Regions from separate parts of the Rattus norvegicus genome. Here region 2 is linked to region 1. Evidence: chromatin contacts called from public Hi-C data. All regions are on one chromosome and are shown on one strand. Each heading gives the region's core, a stretch centred on a gene start, on an enhancer-like site or on the middle of the called end of the contact. The rest is flanking DNA. Distances are from core to core; before and after follow the strand shown. Region 1 holds the start of En1 (engrailed homeobox 1). Region 2 has its middle 160 kb from the start of En1.

The links. A called contact is a pair of places that touch in the nucleus more often than the background predicts.
Region 2: a Hi-C map of psoas muscle shows a contact between it and region 1, with 4 times the contacts expected there. The contact joins the enhancer-like site here to the promoter of En1 in region 1. A contact is called at or near these places in 4 of 12 Hi-C or Micro-C datasets (the Rat2 cell line, Schwann cells, mammary epithelial cells and 1 more).

The regions. Positions count from the first base shown.
Region 1 is chr13:34,301,861-34,305,418 of GRCr8, forward strand. It overlaps En1 (engrailed homeobox 1), which reads left to right and starts at 1,824. Exons shown (of 2, transcript NM_001398705.1): 1 at 1,824-3,389. The coding sequence starts at 2,477.
Region 2 is chr13:34,462,299-34,465,837 of GRCr8, forward strand. No RefSeq gene overlaps it. Among named protein-coding and RNA genes, the nearest start is that of En1, 160 kb to the left of the region's middle. Within about 2 kb of position 2,278, at least 23 of the 93 cell types and tissues checked have an H3K27ac peak or open chromatin away from gene starts, as enhancers often do. A contact at or near this core is called in Schwann cells, where this site is marked.

The DNA.
Region 1 (3,558 bases), core at 574-3,073:
CAACTGGAGATTTCGGGGAGCCCTTGGGTTAGAAACAGAAGGTAACCCATGAGACGGCACAGTGGATGTGAAGTGGCTTCAGAAAGTTGGAAAGACCGCTGTGGCCCCAGAGACTCAACTCTGGAGAGGTTCTTGCCACCAAGCCCCAGCGCAGTGCTTTTTGGAAACTCGGCCCGGGAAGTCGGGAGATCCTCGGCTGAGCCGAGATGAATCCAAGCAAAAGACGAATTCCGGTCTGCCTCGGGTCCCCAGGACAAACTTTGCATCATTGCTCCGGTTAGACTGGTGGGTTTGGTTGTATTTTCTTCCCAATCTAGCCTCTGTGACTTTTAATCTTTTTTTTTTAAACTAGGGGTAGAGAGTGTAACTTTTATGTGCCAAAGAGGTAGTCAGAAACTATAACATTTGGGGATGGCGATCAAGGAAGCGTGGGACTGCCAGGATCTCCAACAGAACATTGGGTGGGAAAGGCTTCCTTTGCAGAGGGCTTTCTTGGACTGAAGGCTTCTACAATCTATTCGTACCTGACCCTCTCTAAAACAGCTCTCCAGGAAATCACTCCAGCTCCCAGAACCACCCTTCCCTCCCTAACCTTGGTAATGAAAAACTTTTGAGGTACTCCATTCGGGGAAAAGAGGAAATGCCCATAATATAGCAGCGTGGGAGCGACTGGAGGCGAGAATCCTCAGGGTTCCACCCCAAGGCACCCGGGAGTGGGCAGCAATACCAGCGAGTTCAGCTTAGAATTAGGGCAACCCGTTGTCCAGCCTTCAGCCAGCCAAGGCAAATATTTGAAGCGCAGTAGTTTTATTGGTTTAATTTCTACTTTGCAGGGAAATCTAACACAGAGGTTTCCCTGAAGTTGAAACCCAAACCTAGGCCTTGAAAGGTGGCACATCATGTCGCCTGGTTTAGGCTCGCTTTTGAGACAACTCTACCAGGTTAGAACAACCCGGATTCCCCTTAGCCAGGCCGGCACTAGAGCTCTGGACATGGCTTCACAGACCCCCATCTCGGCAGCTTGGGGTGTTGGTGATCCAGAGAGGGAAGGGCATGTTTGCGGATCTCAAACGACAGTGTGGCTAGCCATTGACATAAACCAACAGTGCCATCAAGGTGTAGCAGGCCTCTTGGGTTTGCCATTAGTAGGAAAAAAACTACATCTCTGAAAGTAGCCAGACATAACCTAAGTCTTTCACTCATGCCGGATCTCTTTGGTTTCATTCATTTACACACACACACACACACACACACACACACACACACACACACACACACTCGAACAGAGAGGAGAGACAGAGACAGAGACAGAGACAGACAGAGACAGAGACAGAGACAGAGGGGAGGGAGGGAGAGAGGGAGAGAATATAAGAATATAAGCTAAATGTCTTTGGCGCGCGGGGGGTGGGGGTGGGGTGGGGTATGGTATCCCAAATCCCTGCCGCCTGTCGCTGTCCCCAGCGCGCACGAACCCATAATCCTGTATTTCTCCAACAAGTTGTGGACTTGCTTCTCTTATCTGTCTACATCCCAAATTCTAGCTTTTTCGGATCTCTTCGTGCCCTCTTCAGTCCGGATCTGAAGGAGGGGGAGGGGCGTGGGCACAGATGGGGGCAGGGCAGGCCGGACGTACGGGGCCTGAGCCTCTGCACCCCCTCTCCACCCACGGCCGCCGCCCCCGGATTATTTATCCGCAAAGTCCCGCGCGCGCCCATTGGGCCGAGCCCTGAGTGTCAGCGCGAGTCCCGGCTCGCCATTGGTCCTACACACGTGCGGCCCTGACTCACGTGCTTCCGGTTTGAAGGCAAAAAGTGTGCCTGGGTGATTTTTTTTTTTTTTTTAAGCGAGAGAGTTTGTGCAAAGATCCGAGCTGTCAGAGATTTCAGGGGGGAAAACGGAGCCCGGCACTGGCGGAGACGCGCTCTCCCTGCAAAAAAGCAAAGGCGATTAAAGGCGCTGCCAGCCTCGCGCTCTGGGCACAGCTGAGCGTGACACTGGGGAAGTCAAACCCCTCTTTACAGCCTAGGAAGATGGCTAGACTTTAAAGACTATTTTTTCCCTTTAAGGAAAAAATCTCGGAGCTTAAAAAAATCATTTTTTTCTTTTCTTTTTTTCCTCCTTTTATTTTTTTAAGCCGAGGCTTACTCCCCCATTAAGACCAATCACTGAAATCTGGTTGCTGAAAGAAAAAAAGAAAAAGAAAAGGAAAAAATAGCCAAGTGTCTTCACTGTATCTGGATGTCTACAAATTAGAGAGAGGGAGAGAGCGAGATTTGCTCCACCAGAGCGGGCGAGAGCCAGGCCAGACGCTCGGCTTTCTTTTTTCCTTCTGTACCCGCCCTGTGCCTTCGCTGAGGCTTCGCCTTGCCTCCTTCCTCTCCGCGCACCCCCACGGGCCCGCTGGCAAAGTGGGGTGGGGAGCGAGGCGCGGGGGGCGGGGGCCGGCGCCGCGGCCAGGGCTGCCGGGCGGCCGAGCATGGAAGAACAGCAGCCGGAGCCTAAAAGTCAGCGCGACTCGGGCCTCGGCGCGGTGGCAGCGGCGGCGGCGGTGGTGGCGGCGGCGGCCCCGGGCGGCCTCAGCCTGAGTCTCAGCCCAGGAGCCAGCGGCAGCAGCGGCAGCGATGGAGACAGCGTGCCGGTGTCCCCGCAGCCAGCGCCCCCGTCGCCTCCTGCGGCACCCTGCCTGCCGCCCCTGGCCCATCACCCGCACCTCCCCCCGCATCCCCCGCCCCCGCCGCCACCGCCGCCGCCGCCGCCGCCACCGCAGCATCTCGCGGCGCCTGCTCACCAGCCGCAGCCCGCGGCCCAGCTGCACCGCACCACCAACTTTTTCATCGATAACATTCTAAGGCCCGATTTTGGTTGCAAAAAGGAACAGCCCCTGCCGCAGCTCCTAGTGGCTTCGGCTGCAGCCGGAGGAGGTGCAGCAGGAGGTGGAAGCCGCGTGGAGCGTGACCGAAGCCAGACTGGTGCAGGTAGAGACCCTGTCCACTCTCTGGGCACACGAGCTTCGGGCGCTGCCTCGCTCTTGTGTGCTCCAGATGCGAACTGTGGCCCACCCGACGGCTCCCAGCCCGCCACCGCCGTCGGCGCGGGCGCATCCAAAGCGGGGAACCCGGCTGCTGCGGCGGCTGCAGCCGCGGCAGCGGCTGCAGCGGCAGTGGCAGCGGCGGCGGCCGCAGCATCGAAGCCCTCGGACAGTGGCGGTGGCAGTGGAGGCAGCGCAGGAAGTCCTGGGGCGCAGGGTGCCAAGTTCCCGGAACACAACCCCGCGATCCTACTCATGGGTTCGGCTAACGGTGGGCCGGTAGTCAAGACTGACTCGCAGCAACCCCTAGTCTGGCCCGCCTGGGTCTACTGCACACGCTACTCGGACCGTCCATCCTCTGGTGAGTACAGGGGCCCGGATGTACACACGCGTTCAGGCCCTGGCCATGTCCTAGAATTTCCAAACCCCCCCGCTCTGGGGAGAGCAAGCCAGGTTTGAAGCTCTATCAACTTCATGTTTGACTTCTCTTGCCGCGGGTCCCAGTCACAACCCAAAGTGTGCTCGATTCT
Region 2 (3,539 bases), core at 1,028-3,527, 160 kb after region 1:
CAGTTCTGTTCCTTTTCAGCTGAGAAGTGGAGATGTTGAGAAGAGTTCTTTTTCCTTTCTTTTTTTTCTAGCCCTTCTTTCGTCTTGATTGACTTTACATGGTGACCCTCTGTCGCTATCCTCACTGACACTGTGGACCTGCACTGGGACTCATGCAAGGATCACCATTTCAGGGCCCAGGGATGATGTATCAATTTGGAGTCCTGGCATGGCCAGAGAGCTAGAATTTCACTGCTCAGCAGCTTTAGTAGGTGTGCGGAGACAAGTGCACTGAAGCCTTTGATCCATTTCGTGGTCTCTAAGATGCCTTTCCTGCAGTGTAGCACGCTGTTTAACCTGGGTCCAGCTTTAGCATCAGTTCCTCCAAACGAAAGCTTTCTTTCCCCTTCCCTCCCTTCCTCACACCCCCACTCCTCCCTTTCTCCCCTTCCCTTTGTTCCCTCTTCCCTCCCTACCCCTCCCTTACTTTTCTTCCCTTTCTCCCTCATCCTCCATCTTTTATCCTGCCCTTCTATTCCTTTCCCATCCCTTATCCTCCTTCTCTTCCTCATCCCCCCATTCTTTTTCCTATCCCTTCTTCCCCACCTCTTCCTCCTTCCCCCCATTCTTCTTTTATTTATTTTGGGGCAGCTGGTCTTGAACCGTTGGGCTGAAGTACTAATTCTCCTTCCTCAGTCTCCTGTGTAGTTGGAACTGCTCGGGTACTTTCAAGATATCAGCACTCAGAGCAGCCTCATGGGAGTAAATGCATGGTTCCATTTAGTGATGGAGGTTGGGATGGTGTGGGAGTGGGAAAGCTCCACCCACTAAGATACTAAAATCTTTAAACTCACTATGGCCTTCTTACCCTCATAGTTCTCTTCAAAATAATGAAAAGTCACTTTGGAGGTAGACTGCGGCTAATTATAAGACCTGTTTTATGAAGCACGTGTGTTGTCCGTGCATGTATATGTGTGCAAGTGTTTGTAGAGGTCAGAGGTCAATGTTGGGTGTCTTCTTCAATCTCTCTCTACCACTTTTGTCTTCTTCTTTTGAGACAGTCTCTCATGGACCCTGATGCTTGCCAATTAGCTACACGGACTGAGCAGCAAGCCCCAGGGAACCTCCTATACGCAGATCCCCAGGAATGGGTTTTCAGATTTGCTGTGCTACTCCTGGGCTTTTCAATGGGTGCCAGGGGTTCAAATTGGGGTCCTTGGCAAGCACTTTACCCACAGACCCATCTCTCCAGCCCTGATTAAAATAATAATGATAATAATAACAACAACAACAATAATAATAAATTAAAAAGCATCCTGTCTATTTAGTGCCAATTCTGAAGTATTTGTCATTTCTGATCCTAAGTCTCACACTGTCCCAGGCTATGATTACTCTCATCCTTCAGCTTGCTAAGTCCTCGGCTTACTGGCGTGTGCTACCACGCCTGGCAAACACCCTTTAGTACTTGGCCTCCACTAACTGAGTTTGGCTTAATTAAGCAATCAGATGAACTATCACAGATAAGCCAGGCCTGAACACAAACAACAAAGGAAAGTACTTCTAAGACACAGCCATTCCTGTCAGGTTCTGATCACTATCTTCTTGATGGTTTTTATCTTTCGTATCATAAAATAATTCATCTTAAACATCGCACTTAAAGGGACTTGACTGCTGATTCATATTCGAGTTAATCTGGTATCAATTACTGGCCTGGGTTTGGAAAATTTGATGTCTGAGCAGATGAAATACTTCAATACCTTAGATAGAGCCGGTTTCTGGATCCAGCCTGCAATGGCACGGTCAGAAAAGTTTAAAATATTTCTGCCAGATTCAAAGACGAGCAAGATTAAAAATTCCCAAATGTGTATCCTGGATCCCCTCCAAAAACATTCCATCTTTATTCATTATTGGATATTGTCTTGATTAAAATTCCTGTTGGTTTGTCCTTGGTTAAGTAGTAATCTTGTAGCCTAGCATTTGGAATGTATTGGGATCATGTGACACGCGTGAGCCCAAATGAATATAGAGAGATCTCTTTCACAAGTCAGCAAGGATGACTAGAACGAGTTCAGATTTCAGCAGCGCAGCTTCAGGCTGGGGGAGGGGAGGGAGTTATCTGGTCGGCACATTCTTTGCCAACATGTGAGTCAGAGAGAGCTGTTCAAAGCAGGATGACTTTTCCCTGTAACACCAAAGTCCTGAATCGAGGCAGATTTCTCCAGAGAAAATGAGATCCTCCTCCTTCTCCCCCCCTTTATCTCTCTGTTCTATTTCTAGCAGTTGCTAACTTCACCCAGTAACATGTGAAAAATGCAGTCCGCAATGGGAAGCAGATGACTGGGCCACCATCTTCTGAGTCACCCTTCTGTCCTCTGCATTCTTTTCAAGACTGAAAAGACTGATCCTGAGGAGGGGCTGAACAGGGGAATCCGAGGGAAATTTGGGTGTCCTCAGTAGCCCTGAACGTGCTTGTGTGTGTGTGTGTGTGTGTGTGTGTGCGTGTGTGTGTGTGTGTGTGTCCCCACATGTTTATGTAGAACTTAGAGGACAACCTTAGCTGTCCTTTCCCTTCAGGCACTGCCCACTTGAGACTGGGTTTCTCAAGGACCTGTAGCTCTCTGGTTTGGTGAGGCTGGCTGGCCTGTCTCTGCCTCCCTAGTACTGGGATTTATAAGCATCTACCAGCACACCTGGCTTTTCACAAGAGTGCCGGAGAGCTAAACAGAGGTCTTGCATGGTAATACATCACTGAAAGAACCATCTCCCCTGCCCTCACACACTTTTTTGGTTCCCACAACCTGCCTGGTACTGGTCCCCAGGGACTCCAGTCTAGGTCCCGATGCCTGTGGAAGATCAAGAAGAAAGAGAGTAGGAGGCTGTGCAACACTGGAAGGCCCAGCTGGCCTTTTGTTTTGTTTTATATTAATGGGCACTGGGACATGAAGTCTGTCTCAGAGCAGGGAGGGACAGAATATTGGCGAAGGTCTGAGTCCCCAGAGATGACAAGAGCTGTCAGCACCTCTCTTGTGCTGGAAACATATCCGTCAGCTAGAAAAAGTCATGAGCTGAAGCTGGAGCCAAGCGTTTTGGGATAGACTCAACTTTAGGGTAAGCTGTCAGGGAGTCAGTTCACGGCTGTGTGATCCCCAATGTGGCTAGTAAGGATACCACGGGGGACTGGATGCTCCTCTTGTCCCCAGTAACTGGATTGGGATCCTCTGGAACAAAGCATCCAGCTGCAGTGAGAGCTGCAAAGAAGGCTGTAGTGTGTGTGTGTGTGTGTGTGTGTGTGTGTGTGTGTATGTGTGTGTGGTGTGTGTGTGTGTGTGGTGTGTGTGTATGTGTATGTGTGTGTGTGGTGTGTGTGTGTGTGTGATGTGTGTGTATGTGTATGTGTGTGTGTGGTGTGTGTGTGTGATGTGTGTGTATGTGTATGTGTGTGTGTGTGGTGTGTGTGTGTATGTGTGTATGTGTGGTGTGTGTGTGATGTGTGTGTGTTTGTATGTGTGTGTATGTGTGTGTGTATGTGGTGTGTGTATGTGTGTGTGTATGTGGTGTGT